Regions from separate parts of the Sus scrofa genome. Here regions 2, 3 and 4 are each linked to region 1. The links are chromatin contacts, called in public promoter capture Hi-C maps. All regions are on one chromosome and are shown on one strand. Each heading gives the region's core, a stretch centred on a gene start, on an enhancer-like site or on the middle of the called end of the contact. The rest is flanking DNA. Distances are from core to core; before and after follow the strand shown. Region 1 holds the start of C2H19orf53 (leydig cell tumor 10 kDa protein homolog). Region 2 holds the start of ADGRL1 (adhesion G protein-coupled receptor L1). Region 3 holds the start of ADGRE5 (adhesion G protein-coupled receptor E5). Region 4 holds the start of DDX39A (ATP-dependent RNA helicase DDX39A).

Region 1 (3,956 bases), core at 439-2,938:
ACATTATCTTTGGTCATGTTCCATCACAAGTGACTAGATATAGTTGCCTGTGATATAGAGCAGATCTCATTGCTTATCCATTCCAAATGCAACAGTTTGCATCTATTAACCCCAGACTCCCAGTCCATCCCACTCCCTCCCTCTACCCAGGAGCCTGGTTTTGATATACTGAATTTCGAGATGCCCAAGAGACACCTCCCCCCACTGGCTGCCAGATGGAGGTGAGCAGGGTGCTGGGTACCAGGTCTAAGAAAACTGAGGCTCTGGGGACTATTTCACAAATATAAACAATTTTCTCAAGACTATTGCACTAGTGTGTGGAGTGTGATTCAAATTCAGATCTGATTCCACCAGATCTCTATGTAACTTCTCTTTGTAACTTTACAAGATCAACCCTATCCACCTATAAACAAACAAACAAAAACATTTAAAGACAACCAGGGGGGAGTTCCCTTTGCGGCTCAGAGGTTAATGAACCCACCTAGGATCCGTGAGGATGCAGGTTCGATCCCTGACCTCGCTCAGTGGGTTAGGGTTCCAGTGCTGCCCTGAGCCACGGTGTAGGTTGCAGATGCGGCTCTGATTGTGTATTGCTGTGGCTGAGGCTGGCAGCTGTAGCTCTGATTAGACCTCTAGCCTGGGAACTTCCTAAAAAGAAAAAAAAAAAAAGAGAGAGAGAGAGAGAGAGAAAACAATCACAAAAATGATGTTCATTGGGAGTTCCCATTGTGGCTCAATGGAAATGAACCCAACTAGGATCCATGAAGACTGGGGTTTGATCCCTGGCCTCATTCAGTGGCTTAAGGATCGGGCATTGCCTGCGCTGTGGTATACGTTCAGATGCCGGTGGGATCTTCTGCTGCTGTGGTTGTGGTGTAGGCTGCAGTGGCAGCTCAGATTCTACCCCTAGTCTGGGAACTTCCATATGCTGCAAAAAAACAAAACAAAACAAACAAAAAACACTCCCCAAAACAGCCCTGTGCTCTTCTCAGAGGTTTACTGGTATCCTATGGCAATGAATCCCTACAAGAAAAGTGCTACCACTATGACCATTTCACAGGTAAGAGGCTCAAGGTAAAGAAATAATGGCTGTCAAAGGACCCTCGATGTGCACCCAGCACTGCCTTCCTGCAAAGCTGGGTTTTTTTTTTTCCAACTCGTGTCCCAGGCTGCCTTTCCTCTCGATATCTGTTAAAGAGGACAGTAACAGTGAACGAACGAAAGAAATCAAACTGCGAAAGCAGCTAACCTAAGTTGAACAGTTTTTGCGCGACAGTCCTTACTTTAGAAGGCCCGTTGATTGGTAGATAATTTTTCCGTACGTACTGCACCTAGAAGGAAACTGAGGCTCACAGCACTGGGTATTCTCCACCCTCAGCCCCTCGCAAGCCCGCGCTCACCTTCTTAAGCTTCTGCTGCTGCACGATGCGTGCCTTCTTGGGTGCGATTACGCGACCTGGGGAAGGATGCGCTTTCATAAGGCTGGAGATTCCGGGATCCACCTCCCCCCTCAGCCCCCAGCCCGTTCCTCACCGCCCTTCCTTGGCCCCCGGTTCCGCTCCGAGGCCGCCGCAGCCGTCTTGCTCTTCCCCGGCTTCTGCGCTTGGAATTTGGGCTGCCCCTGCGCCATGCTCAGTCACGAACCGGAATAGGCGGGGCCGTGAGCAGTCGCAGCCGGAAGGCGCTGGGCACGATGGGATACAGTGGGATCGGAGGCGCAATAGCTCATGGGACATTATGTGGCAAAGAATTAAAGGGACAGCTACCCAGATTGGTTAAGTAGATGATCATAGCCCGGGCTTTGCAAAAAAGTAAAGGTTATAGTGATAAGCTAACACTTACTGGGTACTTATTTGTTTTGCAAAACTTACACTATTTTATGCTCTTTATACATAAAATTAAATCTAGGTCCTAAGGGGAGACAAGTGAAGCACTCTGGTGCAAAATTTAAGGTTTCCCAAACTTCAGTAATCGAGATTAAAAAAAAAATTATATATATTTTTGCTTTTCTTTTTTTTTTTAGGGCTGCACCCACCGCACACGGAGGTTCCCAGGCTAGGGTCAAATGGGAGCTACAGTTGCTGGCCTATGCCAGAGCCACAGCAACGCAGGATCCGAGCCCCCTCTGTCACCTATACACCACAGCTCACGGCAATGCCGGATCCTTAACCCACTGAGCAAGGCCAGGGATTGAACCTGCAACCTCGTGGTTCCTACTCAGGTTCGTTAACCACTGCGCCATGACAGGAACTCCAAAATATATATATTTTAAAATTTTATAATGATTTTTATTTTTTCCATTATAGTTGGTTTACAGTGTTCTGTCAATTTTCTACTGTACAGCAAAGTGAGCCAGTCACACATATATGTATACATTCTTTTTTCTCGCATCATCATGCTCCATCCTAAGTGACTAAAAACATTTTTAACATTAAAATATATATATTTTTAAAAGATAAAAAAAAATATATTTTCTTCCTAGGGCTGCACCTGCAGCACATGGAAGTTCCCAGGCTAGGTGTCAAATCAGAGCTGCAGCTGCCGGCCTAAGCCATGGCAAAGCAGAAATCAAGCTGCGTCTGTGACCTACACCACAGCCTGAGGCAATGCCAGATCCTTAACCCACTGAGCAAGGCCAGGGATCAAACCCACATCCTCGATACTAGTCGGGTATCCACTGAGCCACAATGGGGACTCCTAAAAATATACATTTTTTTGTCTTTTTGCTATTTCTTGGGCTGCTCCCATGGCATATGGAGGTTCCCAGGCTAGGGGTTGAATCGGAGCTGTAGCTGCCAGCCTACGCCAGAACCACAGCAACGCGGGATCCGAGCCGCATCTGCGACCTACACCACAGCTCACGGCCACTCCGGATCGTTAGCCCACTGAGCAAGGCCAGGGATCGAACCCGCAACCTCATGGTTCCTAGTCGGATTCATTAACCACTGCGCCATGACGGGAACTCCCCCTAAAAATATTTTAATATTAAAAAAAATCAGGGATTCCTGCCATGGGGCAGTGGGTTAATGATGTGGCTTGTCTCTGTGGAGGCCCCGGTTCCATCCCTGGCCTGGACACAGTGAGTTAAGGATCCTGAGTTGCTGCAGCTGTGGGATAGGTCTTAGTTCGAGCTCGGATTGGATCCCTGGCCTGGGAACTTCCATATGCTGCAAGGGTGGCAAAAAAATATACATAGATAAATAGATAAATAAAATAATCCAACTACAACCTGTGGACTGGCTGCCTCATGTTGTAAATAAAGTTTACTGGAATGAGGACTGGTATAGGGAATGAGGGGATTAAGGTCGGGATATGCAAAGTCACTTTCATTCTGTTCAATATCTTGGTATTTTGTTCATATGCTTTTTTTTTTTTTTTTTTTTGGCCATACCATGTGGAAGTCCCTGAGCCAGGGATTGAACCCATGTCACAGCAGTGATGAAAGTCTTTGCAGGGACAATGCTGGATCCTTAACCTACTGGGCCAATAGAGAACTCCAGCATCATGGATTTATTTTGCATTAATTTTGATTTTTCAAAAATAATGCATGAAAGCTCTTATTTGTCTTGATTAATGAGCCTCCTTGAGATTTTGCACCTGAGGTATCACCCTGATTCCAGTCCTGAGAGCAACATAGGAGTATTGTCTCCATTTTATAAATGAGGAAAACAAAGCATGGAGTGGTGAAGTGACTTGGCCAACATCACACAGCAGAAAAAGTGAAACTGGTATATGACCTCAGGCAGCCTTGTTCCGGCTGCTAGGCTCTTAAGAGCTATGCAAAGGCCCTGTCTGCTTTCCCTTCTCTGGGAAGAATTGTGGCCGCGGGGAAGAAGGTCAGCTTTTGGGCAAGCCATTCAGTTCAGTTTATTATAAAAATAATGGGGGCAGGATATGGAGAGCTAGGTTGGTTACTTCTGGGGTCCATCTAGGGTCTTTCACTTAGGGGACCGTGG
Region 2 (4,208 bases), core at 1,071-3,570, 350 kb before region 1:
AGGCTATGAGAATCCCTGCCCAGTCCTGAAATGATGACTGGGAGTGTCAGAAGGGAGTGGAGTGTGGGTGCCACAGAGGTAGCCCCTGGTTGTTGAGCCAGCCTGGAAGTCTAGAGTCTGCCTTTCCCTAAGTTCAGCCACCGGGACAGACTTTGGGGAAAGGATTCTTAGAGGACAGGTTAATCCACTTGCAGATATTCAGTTTAGTCTTAGATATTCCTGGTTCCCATCCGAGTCTGCCCCAAGTTTTGTGTATTTACCATCCCTCCCCCTCCCCCTGCTACTTCCACATGCTTTCCCAATTCCTCACCCATTCTGCAGAGCCTAGCTGGGTTGCCAATGCATTCTCTTCCCTGGAGACAGAGACCAAGGTTTGCCCCTCTCCCCATCCCCAGCCCATCCCTTTCCTCTATAATCCAGAGCTGGACTGTCCCACTATTGCCTGCTCTGTGTCTGCCAAGATTCAGCCCAGACTTTGTAGGAGCTGGACAATTTACTATTTAGGCCTCCCTTGGATGGACTCCCTTCCCTGAGGATCCAAGCCAGGGATTTGCTCCTCCCCAGCCATCCATCTTAGCGTCGCACCCATCTTTCATAAAATGCCAGACTTTCAGGTCCCATCTCCCAAGATCCTCACCGGATCTTACCTCTCAGGACCTTCCTGTAACTGCCCCCCATTCCCAGATTCTTGTGTGCCCCCCACCTCCAATTTTTCCTCAGCCCCCACCCTGCACTAAACTGTCTATTCTGCCTTAGTGCCTATGTTTGGCCTGGGTCCCGGTTTTATAGCCCCCACTGTGGGTCTTGGCAGTCACAGCTCTGGCTCCGGGGATCCAAGCCAGGTTGGGCTGCCTTCCCTAACCCGGAGAGGGGGTGCGGGGCTCCCTTCTGTAGCCTCTGCCTGAAACCTGCCCCTCGCCTCACTCTGCCAGATGCCTAGGAACCCGCTGGTTCCTTGCCCTACTTCTTCAAGTCCACCAGCTGCAGTGTGGTTGCTAAGCTGTAGAAATCCGCGCCGAGGTTTTGCTCTTGCCGATAACCTAAAATTCAATTTTTTTTTTTTCTCTCTTCCCCTGCCCCCCTCCCAAAGTGAGACGTTTGAGGCGTTTATAGATACTAACCTCCCCCTAACACCCCTCTCTCCGCTCCTCCTGCCTGGTCAGCTCCAAGCCCCTGTCCAGTTGCCAGGGATCCTCTGCTGGGGTCTTGTCCCATCCCTCAGATTCCAGTCCTGGCTTTGCGGTCCTCCCTCGCCTTTTATTGTAGGTCTGGTCTCCCAGGGTAGCGGCCTTCCCGTCTCATTCCTTTCGCATCATCCCTGGATCCTCAAGCCGGTTTTACCTGCCCGCTTCGGTGCAGCCGGCGCTCCAGATCCCTTCGTGCCAGAGTCCAGCTCTCCTTTTGCCCCTCCTTCCTGCACGTCGCTGCCAGGAAGACAGGGGCAGCCCACGCCGCCTCAGCCACTTAGCAGCCCCCTCCCGGAGCCCCCTGAGAGCCCATGTCTGGGAACTCTAGGCCAGGTCTTGTTTGTTCCCACTGCATTAGGCATGACGCATTACTCCGTCTCCCGAGGAAGAATCCGGCCCGAAATTTGCGTGCCCCGGGTGCATTTGGCCCTGTCGCAGCTCCCTCCTTTCCTCCCATTGCTGTGTAATCCAACCCGGGTTTTGCATACCCCTTACAGTTCTCTCCAATTTCTCCCTTCACCGGGCTCGGCGCTTTTCCCTTACTTCACTACTGGCAAAATCCGCTCCGGGTCTTCCTTGTGCCCGTCTCCCCTCCCCCCACTTCCCGTTCCAACGCCGGGATTCAGCTCGTCGCCTTCCCTTTCCCCGATTTTCCGGAGGGGTTAGAGGGGGCCAAGGGGAGGAAAATCCATCCCGGGTTTTCGGGCCGGCCCCCGGTGCGCTCGGGCAGGTTGCGGTGGCCCGTCCCGGGCGACGACTCCGGGCCGGGTTTTGTGCGCGCCCGACGCCCCCCCTCCCGGAGCGGGTGCGCCGGGGAGAGGGGCGAACAGGCGGCTTGTCATTGCTGGTGCCCGGCGCCGGCTTGGTCCGTGCGTCCTGCGGTGCCCACGGGCCCGGCCCGGCGCCCCCCCTCCGGCCACCCCGGGGGCGCGACGCCGCCGCGCCCGCCTACAGCCGCGCCCCCCCAGCTCCGCGCCGTCCGCCCCCTACCCGAGCCCCCCGCGGCCACTGCGGGGAGCCCGAGCCGTCGGCGCGGGAGCTGTCGGCGCTGCGGCGCCCCCGCCCCGCCGTCTGCCGAGGAGGCCCCGGCGGATGGGGCCGCGCGGGCCCCGGAGCGGCGCCGCTGGGCGGCGGGGGGCTGCAGGCGCACCTCAGCTGCCCCGTTAACCCCTCGGCTGCCGCCGTCGGAGGGGGGTGGGAAGTCGCCTGGGCACACACGTGCCTACTCCGTCGGGGCCGCGGAGCTGCGGGGGAGATGCGGGCCGCTGCTGGCGCCGCCTTGGGGGGCTCCGCCTCGCCCCAGCCCCCAGAGCTCTGACACCGCCCCCGCCCTGCCGCCTCCGCCACCTCCCTCCCCCGGAGGGGCGCGGACCCACTCACCCCCAGCCCCGAGTCTTCGCCGCCGCGAGGGGGCCGCCTTTGGAGCTGTGTAATCAGCTTTGCTTTTTTTTTTTTTTTTTTTTAAATTTTTGGTTGGTGGCGGCGGTACCCCGCCGCCCCTCGTTCGTTTCCCCCCCCCGCCCCGGTTCCGGGAGATGTGCCGGGCGGGAGGCATTGGTTCGCGGAGCCGCAGGAGAGACGCGCAGGGCCGACCCCGGAGCGGCGCTGGACAGGTGAGTGTCTGCGGGCCCAGGGCGAGGGGGACGCTGTACCTGGGCCAGGTGTGCGGGCCGAGGTGGGGAGGATGGGAGCCGGGGCCTGTCCGGGCCGCGAAGGGGGAGGGGATGCTGGAGCCGCGGGTCAGGGCACCTGAGCGCGAGGGGAATCGGGGGCGGCCTGCACCTCATCCCCACCGGCGAGGGGAACCGGAGGGGCGGCCCCCACGGAGCGTCAGGGGTGCGGATGGGCTGCCGCGGGGTGCTCGGTGGGGGGAAGGGACCGCGAATGTGCCCGCGCGTGGCTGCGTGTGCCCGCGCGCGCTCCAGCCTTTGTGGGGAAGCGGCGCGGCGGTGCCTGCGTGTCCCCGGTGCGTGTGCGCGCGGGTGCTTGGCGCCCTGTTTGTGTAGGTGTCTGGGTGTGAGCGGAGAGGGTGCGTGTGCGCGCGGCGCGCGGGCCCCGGCCCCCGGAGGAGCCGTGTCGGGGGCTGGCCCCGCAGGATGTCGGGCCGGGGGTTGTTTTTCTCTGGGAGGCAGAGGCGCGAGGGATGGGAAGGGGTCTGTCTGGGTGTCTGGCCGGCTGCAGTCACCGCGAGCATCTTTCTCTCCGCGGTACCGGACTAAGTGTGGGAAGCTGTTGGGTTTGATCTACCCGGATTCAGGTTTTGAGGGCCAGCTCTCTCTCTCTCTTTCTCAGGTGTTTATTGGGTAGCGCTATGGGGTTTCAATTGTCATCCTTCCATGTGAGGGTCCTGGGACAGAGCCTGTGCCAGACGAGGGTGGGCAGCACTGTGTGTGCTCCAGCCATGACCAAAAAGTGGCCCCCACAGGCATTGCTCCAGGGCACCTGGGGCACCCATGTGAAGACAGCCTCCAGCCTGCACACATCGCTGTCCCTGGCCTTCCAGTCTCAGTCAGCACGCAGGCGCACCCCTGCCTGCCTAGGACCTCGCTGTACCTTCCTGCTCCACTCCTCCTTGTCCCTCCCCCCAGTCATGGCAGCTGTGTGGGTGTTCCTCCATCCTAGTCTATGAGATAGGGCCCCCTTTCTTCCTGGCTTCTGCAGGACCCAGGGCCTGGGTTCCTCTGCTCACATCCAAACATGTGGTGTGTCTGGGGGGAGCAGGGGGAGGGGTTCAAAATGGCTGCCAAGATGGCTGGTTGCCTCTCCACCTCTCTCTTTCTCTCTCTCCCTCTCTCGGCTTGCCCTGTTCTCTTGGTTGCCACAGGAGTCTCCAAGGAGAGGGGTGGGTAGGACAATGTAGGGGCAGGTGTGGGGAACACTTGAGGGTAGATATCTAGCCTGGGCCGTTGACCTCAAAGCTGCTTGGGAAGAAGCCAGTTGATCTCTGCTCCCGTCTCCAGCACCCAAGGGCTGGCTAAGCCTGTAACCTGACCCCAGACCCAACTTCTTTACCCCGGCTAA
Region 3 (3,998 bases), core at 1,351-3,850, 480 kb before region 1:
AGGGAGTTCGCTGGTGGCTCAGTGGGTTAAGGATATGGCATTGTCACTGGAGTGGTTAGGGTCACTGCTGTGGCTTGGGTTTGACCCCTGGCCCAGGAACTTCCATGTGTCGCAGGCATGGCCAAAAAAAAAAAAAAGACAAGAAATAGAGAGAAAATAGAGATGAAGAGAGGAAGAAAGAGAATCAGAGATAGACAAGGAGAGATAAATGGAGAGAGAGAAACAAAGAGAGAGGCAGAGGTTAAGACAGTGGTGCAGCGAGGTGGACAGAGAAATAGGGAACTCAGAAAGAGAGAGACAGAAGTGGCAAAGATTGGACAGAGACACAGAGATATGGAGACTGAGAGCTTGATAAAGAAAAACAGTGGGGGCGGGGAGATGGAAACAGAGGGGAAGGGAGGGAGGGAGGAGGGCAGCCCAGCAGGTGGAGAGGGGAGGCATCCAGTCCCTGCCCATGTGGGAATGTGGGGAAGCAGCACTGACCCCAATAATCCAGGGATACCCAAAAGGGGGCAGTGGGTGGAGGGATGGGGGCCAGGAGGAAGGGCAGGAATGAGTCACTTCCTGGGCCAAGGGAAGGGATGACTCATGCTCTGTTGCCCCTGATGGTATCTCCCAGGGGAATTCTGGGGTCTGTCATTGTGAGCATGGCTTGAGGGGCTGTGGGGGTATAGAATGGAGGGTCCTCTGCCCACTCGGCCCCTAGGTCCAAACTTGATACCCTTCAAGCTGGCAGAGAGCAGAGAGCCACTCCCAGAAGCCCTCCCAGCCAGGGTAAACTGAGGCTGGCATGCCCTCCTCTCCCTCCCATAAGGATTTCTCTCTTCCTCTTCCTCTTCATAGGGCTTGGTTCATATCCCTTTCAGCCAGGGCCTGGTTCCTCTTTGCAGGAATGACCTTTCCTGCCTGATAGGAGAGGACCTGGGCTGATTCGTCCCCAGCTCCCTAAAATCCCCAGTAGCAACTTTTATGCTCGCAACTACCCTAGGAGGTTGGCTGTGTTTGTGCCCATCCTGCAGCTGGACAGATTGTGGCCTGGAGCCCAGAAAAGGCTCAGGAAGAATCTAGTGAACAGAGTTAGCCTGAAGAAGGTGGAATGGAGCAGGTCAAGGTCCCCAGACCCTGCGGGGGGGTGGGGGGGTGGGAGAGCTCTTTTGTGCCTTGTGCACTTTGCCCTCTGCCAGAGCTAGGCTGGGCTCTGCTCTCCAACCACGGAGGCTTCCTAGACCAGGAGTTCTTCATCTGGGTCCTTGGAATTCTCCCAAACAGGAGCCGAGAGAGGAGCTGCTGGTCTTCTCCCAGTTCCATCTGGTTTGCATTCCCCCTGCCCAGCCCCAAGCAGTAAGATTCCTGGGGTGGGGGGCGGGGCAGTCATCCTCTCTTTGCTCCTCCAGCTAAGGACCCCTCAGACCCACCAGTGAAGTAATAATAACAATAATAGTGTTTACTTAATTCTTCCTGCAAACCAGGAATAGTTCCTGTATACGCACTCACTTAACCCTTAACACAACCTTATAAAGTAAAGAGCGGTTTTGCCTCATTTTGCTGAGGTGGAAAGTGAGACTCAGGGGCTCCCAGATTTGGCTCCAGTAACACACCGCCTTCCCCCCCTTCCCCCGCCCCAGCTGCTCAGTGTGCCCCACATAGACACCAATTCCTTGCTTAGAGCCCGCCCAGGGCCACTGAGTTCACGCCTGCTGCCCACAGGGTCATCACAGGGAACCCCCGCCCTTGTGGCCTGGGGAAACTCTGGATGGTACCCCAAATGCCATTTCTTCATTCTCTTTGTTGTTTGGTTGCTCAGGCAACGAGCTGCCCAGATAACCGTTAGAGCCACCCTGGGTGGGGCGGGAAGGGAGGCCCAGGGGAAGTCATAGTAAAAGTCAGGTTCAAACCTTCAGAGGGCAAAAACTCCTTTCAACCCACAGCTGGCTCCCAGCTGGGTCTCCAGAGCAAGAATGAGGGTCTTCTCTGGGGCTGCCCCTGCCACTGAGACAGTGTGGGAGGTGATGGGGGTACCTCCGCTGTGGAGAAGTCCCGCCTCCCGGCCTCCAAGCCCCCCAGCATCCCCTTATGCCCGATGTTAAGAGCAGCTGTCCGCGGGGCTCCCGCATTTAGTTTTTGCCCCTCTCCTTTCCCCAAACCTCAGTTTTCCCACTTCAGGGGCAACCCCGCAAAGTGGCTCCAGTAAAGAGGTCAGAGATTTCTCTGGGAGAGAGGGAAGGCTCTTAGAGCAGTCTGGGGAATCCTGCCACTGGGTGCAGGTGCCCGGCACTGCCAGCCCCTCTCCCCACGTGCCCTCAGTGCCCGCCTGGCCATGCGGCTTCCTCCGAGGCTGGCCCCAGAGCGACCTGGGGCGCATTTCTCCACGGGGAAGAGGACGCCTGGACACCGAGAGCTGCTGCCAGGGGCTCCCTCGCTGCCTGTCCCGCCCCACAACAGGGCCCCGAAATTCTCACCATGAAAGAGGAGAAAGACGCCGTGGTGGGGGCCTCCCATGATCTGAGCTGCCAGTGGGGGGAGCAGGTGACAAGGCAGGGCTGCTCTGTGTCCCCAGGCTGGGCAGCTGTGCGGGCTTTCTCGAGGGCCGCCGGGCCTTTATAAGAGGGGGTGGGGAGGCAGCCGCTGGCCCAGGGCCCTCCCCGGAACTGGCGGGGCAGCTGGAAGCCAACAGGAAAGTGCAGTAAAAACACAGACCCAGGGACGCTGCGCGCGCGAGCGCGCGCGCACACACACACACACACACACACACACACACACACACACGAGTCATATGCAGTATTGAGGTGCAGCCTGCCCTTGCAGCATCTGACAAGCTCTCTGGCCCCTGTGTTCAACAGCTGGCTGATCCCAGGGGCAAAAGGGGGAGTCTGGCCCAGGACCCGCTTGGCTTTTCTGGGCAGGAGGCATTTGGACTGCGGAGGGTGGAGTCACTGCTGACATAGCTTGGGGCACCCAAGTTGGGGACTATTCTGTGCTTGCTCTCCATGGCCAGCTCTGGAGCTAACAGGACCTTCCTCCTCTTTTTCTTGATGAGGAAACTGAGGCACAGAGAGGCCAGAGTCCAGACAGGAGCTAGGGGAGCACAAAGGGGCCCTTCATGGATGCCAGGCAGGCACCTAGAAAACTGCAGGACCCCAGGGCCACTGTGCTCCTGGAGCTGGTCATTCTGGGCCAGACTTTTGCCTGGTGGGAAACTCATATTTTGGCAGTTCATGGGTACTGCATTAATCAACAGTGAATCACATGACAGGAGAGTTGTTTCCTTTTCAAATAAGTCATGTGACCAGCTTATCTCCGAAGCTATTTAATAATTCTTTTTTTAAAAAACTCTATTATTTACAAAGCACTTATTATCTGAGCCAGGCCTGATTCTCCTAAAGTTCTCTATTTTTAACTCATTTACGCCTGGAAATACCTTCGAGGCAGGTGTTGCTATGATTCCCATTTTGCAGAAGGGGAAGTTGAGGCACAGCTAACAAGTGGCTGAGCAGAGATCTAAAAGGCAGGCAGCTCAGTCCCCAGGCCCCTGCTGATGAGCCCAGGACCCAGGACAAAGTCTCTATTGGGGGCGAATGTGTCTTTAACACCTTGGTGGCGCTGGGGTATATCCAGTTAGAATCCGTGGTTTTATGTTCCTGGCGTTATTATTTATTTTTAAGTTTACAGACTATTTCGGGCAATGAGAAGGGTTTTCCAATTAGGACATACATATAACTGTTCTCTCTCTCTCGGTTTTTTTTTGTCTTTTTAGGGCTGCACCCATGGCATATGGAGGTTCCCAGGCTAGGGGTTGAATAGGAGCTGTAGCCGCTGGCTTATACCACAGCCACAGCAATGCCATATCTGACCCATGTCTCTCACCTATACTACAGCTCATGGCAATGCTGGTTCCTTAACCCACTGAGTGAGGCCAGGGATTGAACCTGCATCCTCATGGATACTAGTCAGATTTGTTTCTGCTGCACCACTATGGGACCTTCTAAAGGTTCTTTTTA
Region 4 (4,228 bases), core at 134-2,633, 510 kb before region 1:
AACCAACTTATGCAAGTTTTATTAATAGTGGCTAAACACGGGGGAAAAAATGTCCATCTATAGGTGACTGGAGAAACTATTTTAGCTATCTTGTGGTATAGCCATACAGTGGACTACTATTCAGGAATGAAAAAGAAGGAAGTATCCCTATGTGCAGCAACGTGGAAAATCTCAAAACATTTTGTTGAGTAAAAGAAGCCAGATACAAAATATACAGTCTGTAAGTGAGAAACCTTTAGTAGCCGTGCTCAGCCACTGGTCAGCTTTGCAATGAGCCCTTCCCCCAAATAGGTGACAGTTAGTGAGTGACCATTGGCCCCTCCCCTCTCTTTCCTCTGTATAAAAAGAGCCTGAATTTGGACTGAGGCAAGATGGTTTTTTGAGACACTGGTCTGCCATCATCTCAGGCTGCTAGTTTTTTGAATAAAGTCGCTATTCCTTGCCCCAGCAACTTGTCTCTGAATTTATTAGCCTGTTGTGTGGCAAGCAGAGCAAATTTGGATTCAGTATCAAGTCTATTGCATGATTCCATTTAGAAGAAAATCAGGAACAGACAAAACTAGTGGTAGAAATCCACATAGTGGTTGCCTGATGGGAGTGTGTAGAAGAGGTGTGGCTGATTTGAGAGAGGCATAACAAAAATTTCTGGGCTGATGGCAAATATTCCACATCTTCAGGAGGAAACTATCATTAGGATGTCAACTGTCAAAACTATTGGACCTGTTCTTTTTCCTATAAACATTATTTCAGTAAGGTACTGGTGGGAGAAAAAGGTTGACGAATTTTAATACGAGGACAAGCAAAATTAACACAAAAAAGTTTTATGACAAAAACATCCTGGTTTCGGTTTTTTGGCCTGAACTTGCATGGCCACAAGCAGTCTCTGACCAAGGACATGACTCTCAGCAAGGAGCTATGGCTTATGACCATTTCTGACACCCACGCCTCTGAGGGGGCCCCTTCTCCACTGCTTGTGCAAAATATCTTCTCCACATGGGACTCACTCCAAGCTCTCAAGTCTACTCAGAACCTTTTCAGAACCTCCACTCCAGTGGACCAGGAGGCCCGTGGATCGATTTCCACTTCAAAAACTGAGTTCTGTGCTGGGCGCATGACCCACATTTCTTACAGGTGAGACACACACACCCCAGAGCCGTCATCTTGGCTTGGGGTTGCCAGTACTAAATATGGCGACTACACACAGCGACCACAACCCCTGTCAGGTGACAGCGCGCTTGCAGACGCCGGCCTCACCCACTCGGGCGCCTACTTTTAGATTGACCAATGAATTCGGGGCACGCCCTCTTTTCTCTCTCCACCAATAGCCTCCAGATGCCTCCCGTAGAATCCAATCATCGCTTCCGCCTCTTTTGAATGAAAAGCCAGCAGTCCAGTGACCAGAGCCGCAGTCGGACGTCGGAGACAGGAAGCGCGAACCGCTGGAGTCGGGCCGCGCGACCCGTAACCAGAGTCGGGAGACTCCTCGCAGCACGCGGAGGCGAACGAGAAATCAGGTGGGCGGCAGGTCCAGGCGCGGGGTCGTTGTGCGGAGACGTCGGGCCTGCGGGCGGGCGAGCGGGCGAGCGGGCGAGGGGATAACCCAAGGATTGAGGGAAGGAGGAGGAGGAGGGGGCGCGAGACAAGGCGGGGCGGGGCGGTTGGGGGGGTGTCCGGCGAGCGCGTGGGCGGCCGTTAGGCGTTGGGGCGCATGCGCGAGGGGCGGACCGGCCGTTAGCCCCCAGGAGTGAGGGGCTAGCTTCCGGAAGGTGCAGTCATGGCTGCCCTCAGTCGGAGGCCGACTTGGAGGAGAGTCTAGAGTCTCCCTGTTGGAGGCGACCCGGAGCATTTCGGGGAGGGGGTCAGGGGGCGACGCCCGGGTCTGGGATAGCGGTGGGAGAAGCTGGAGGTTGTAGACGGTCTTCCAAGTCGAGGAGAAATTCCCTTCTCCCCAAATCTACTTTTTTGCTTTCCTTTTAGAGGGCGGCTTCGTGGGTCCAGAGATTTAGGGCAAAAAAGATGTTACAGTTGGGAACAAATTCTCTCCGGGGGCACTTGAGGTTGAAAGGGCACACACGCGAGTCTGAGTTGTTACTTTTCCTGGTGTCAGCTTTCAACTTCTTCAGCTTCTGGGGTCTCAGCTGTCCTAACCGCTCTTTTTGGGCATAACTACACCGCTAAATCTTCTCTTGATCTAATTTACTTTGAGCTTTTAGATCTTGTCTCTCCACCATTAGAAAATCCTGTCTCAGACTCTGTCTCCCCATCAAAACAAAACGGCTTTGAACTCCAAAAAACTGTCTTTTTTGTTGCTGTTGTTGTTGTTTCTTTCTTTCTTTTTTAAATACACCATCTTCTCTTGGTCACTCAGGTTTGAAGCCCAGAGTAGGTGACTCTTGCACATTTCTGTCCTAGGATCTTCTAGGGGCTGGGCCTGCCCACTAGTGTTCCACCCTCTTTTCCCCTGCTTAACAGTGCCCCCACCCCAATTGATCCTCTTTCTTTTGGTGTCAGGTTTTCCCTACTGCTGATCTCGTCATCTTCTCTGGAATAACCTTGCTCTTGAGCAAATCTTGATTCAAGTCAAAACTCAAAAACCTAATCAGCGATTCCCTATTGCTTAGCAAATTAGATGTAAATGCTCTGGGCCTGACCAGCTCTTTCAGCTTTGTCTTCTGCCTCTACTTCAAGCAGCCAGTCTTACTGTCCATTCTCAGAAAGGGTCTGGTGGTTTTTGGACTGGCCTTTCCTGGCTCTTATTCTTTCTGCTACTTGGGGACTGACTCCATCCTATCTCCCACTCCTCAGTGCTGGTGTCAGATTGCTCTTTCATGAATCAGATAAGGATAAATGCTTTAATTTTAGCCCCTAAGTTCTGCCTTGAGGCCTTGGTTCTAGTTCCATTCATTCAACCCTGGGTATTGCTTATCTGATATGTGCCAGGCCCTGTCCTAAGTGCTGGGCTGGGTAGGGGGGTGGTATGACTGGAAGGGGGCCCTTTTTTACTTGGGTCAACAGGAAATGCCTTTTTGGAGCAAAAGAGGTCTGAAGTATGGTTCTGGCCTGTTTTAGGCAGTAGGAACAGCAAGTGCAAAGGTGCTGAAGCATGTTTGAGGCACAGCAGCAAGGCTAGTGCATGAGGGCAGTGGGAGAGAAAAGGTCTGAGTGTAGAGGGAGTCAGATTGTATGGGGCCTGACAGGCTATGGTGAGGACTCTGAATTTTATTTTGAACATAGTGGGAATCTTTGGGGGTTTTGAGCAGAGAAGTGACATTATTTGACTTAGCTTTTATAGGCTTCCTGTAGCTACTGGGAAGGGGCATGAGGGGGTTATGGTGCAGGGGAGTGGGGGAGGGAAATCAGGGAGACCAATGAGAGGCTATTGGCATTATCCAGAGGAGATCATGGTGCCCAAATGCATTCAGCTGACAATGGATAAACAACTGTGGTGTTGCAGTACAAAGGAATATTGCATAGTCCTGAAAAGGAATGGCGTGATGATACATGTAATGATACATGGCTATAAGGTAGATGAACGTCGAAAACACTATGTGAGTGGAAAAAAGTCAAGGGGTCATATAGTATGATTCCATTATATGAAATATCCGAGACAGGCAAATTCATAGGAAAGAAAGATTAATGGTTGCGAGAGGGAGTTGGGAGCATAGGATGGTAGCTAAAGGATATAATCTTTCTGACATGAGGAAAGGTGCTAAAGCTGATTGTGGCAGTGATTTCACCTGTCTCTGACTATAGAAAGCCAGTGAATTATACCTTTTAAATGGTGACTTGTATATCAATATCTCGGTAAAGCCTTTCCAATCTGAAAAGTGATGGCAGCCTGAGACCTGCAAGGTAGCAGGGGTGAGAAGTGGGCAGATCAACCTGGTGGAATCTGTTGGCTAGTTGGATGGGAAGGAGAGAAGAGAGAGATGAATTCCATTTTGGAGAATGGAATTGTCTTTTCTGAGATGGAGGACACAGGCCTGCAGGGAGAAATGCAGGGTTTTGCTCTGGGCATTTTGAGTTCAACTGCAAGGGGAGAGGTGAAAGAAGCAACTAGATATTAGAGTCTGGAGTTGAGAGGAGAGATTGTCCATAGAGAGACAGGTGGTTAAGGCCCTGGGGCTGGATGGTCACACAGAATGAGTGGCAGAAGGGCTAGAAATTGGGCCTGGGACCCCCAACATCCAGCTCAAGAAGAGGGACTTCTTTAGCACTTCTACCCCCT

What was found. Promoter capture Hi-C pulls out the DNA fragments that hold promoters and counts their contacts.
Region 2: a contact with region 1 is called in a promoter capture Hi-C map of liver, with 2.4 times the contacts expected there. The contact joins the promoter of ADGRL1 here to the promoter of C2H19orf53 in region 1. A contact is called at or near these places in 1 of 5 promoter capture datasets (liver) and 1 of 2 datasets of contacts at active chromatin or transcription factors (skeletal muscle).
Region 3: a promoter capture Hi-C map of liver shows a contact between it and region 1, with 4 times the contacts expected there. The contact joins the promoter of ADGRE5 here to the promoter of C2H19orf53 in region 1. A contact is called at or near these places in 1 of 5 promoter capture datasets (liver) and 1 of 2 datasets of contacts at active chromatin or transcription factors (alveolar macrophages).
Region 4: a promoter capture Hi-C map of liver shows a contact between it and region 1, with 2.0 times the contacts expected there. The contact joins the promoter of DDX39A here to the promoter of C2H19orf53 in region 1. A contact is called at or near these places in 1 of 5 promoter capture datasets (liver) and 1 of 2 datasets of contacts at active chromatin or transcription factors (alveolar macrophages).

The regions. Positions count from the first base shown.
Region 1 is chr2:65,344,772-65,348,727 of Sscrofa11.1, forward strand. It overlaps C2H19orf53 (leydig cell tumor 10 kDa protein homolog), which reads right to left and starts at 1,689. Exons shown (of 3, transcript XM_003123347.4): 1 at 1,534-1,689; 2 at 1,401-1,456. The coding sequence starts at 1,630. The region is part of intron 1 of LOC110259336 (a long non-coding RNA gene); the gene reads left to right. It overlaps MRI1 (methylthioribose-1-phosphate isomerase), which reads right to left. Exons shown (of 6, transcript XM_003123346.4): 6 at 3,838-3,956. The coding sequence ends at 3,943.
Region 2 is chr2:64,994,839-64,999,046 of Sscrofa11.1, forward strand. ADGRL1 (adhesion G protein-coupled receptor L1) reads left to right here and starts at 2,321. Exons shown (of 24, transcript XM_021083697.1): 1 at 2,321-2,800.
Region 3 is chr2:64,859,496-64,863,493 of Sscrofa11.1, forward strand. ADGRE5 (adhesion G protein-coupled receptor E5) reads right to left here and starts at 2,601. Exons shown (of 18, transcript NM_213925.2): 1 at 2,460-2,601. The coding sequence starts at 2,499.
Region 4 is chr2:64,834,657-64,838,884 of Sscrofa11.1, forward strand. DDX39A (ATP-dependent RNA helicase DDX39A) reads left to right here and starts at 1,384. Exons shown (of 12, transcript XM_003123370.5): 1 at 1,384-1,514.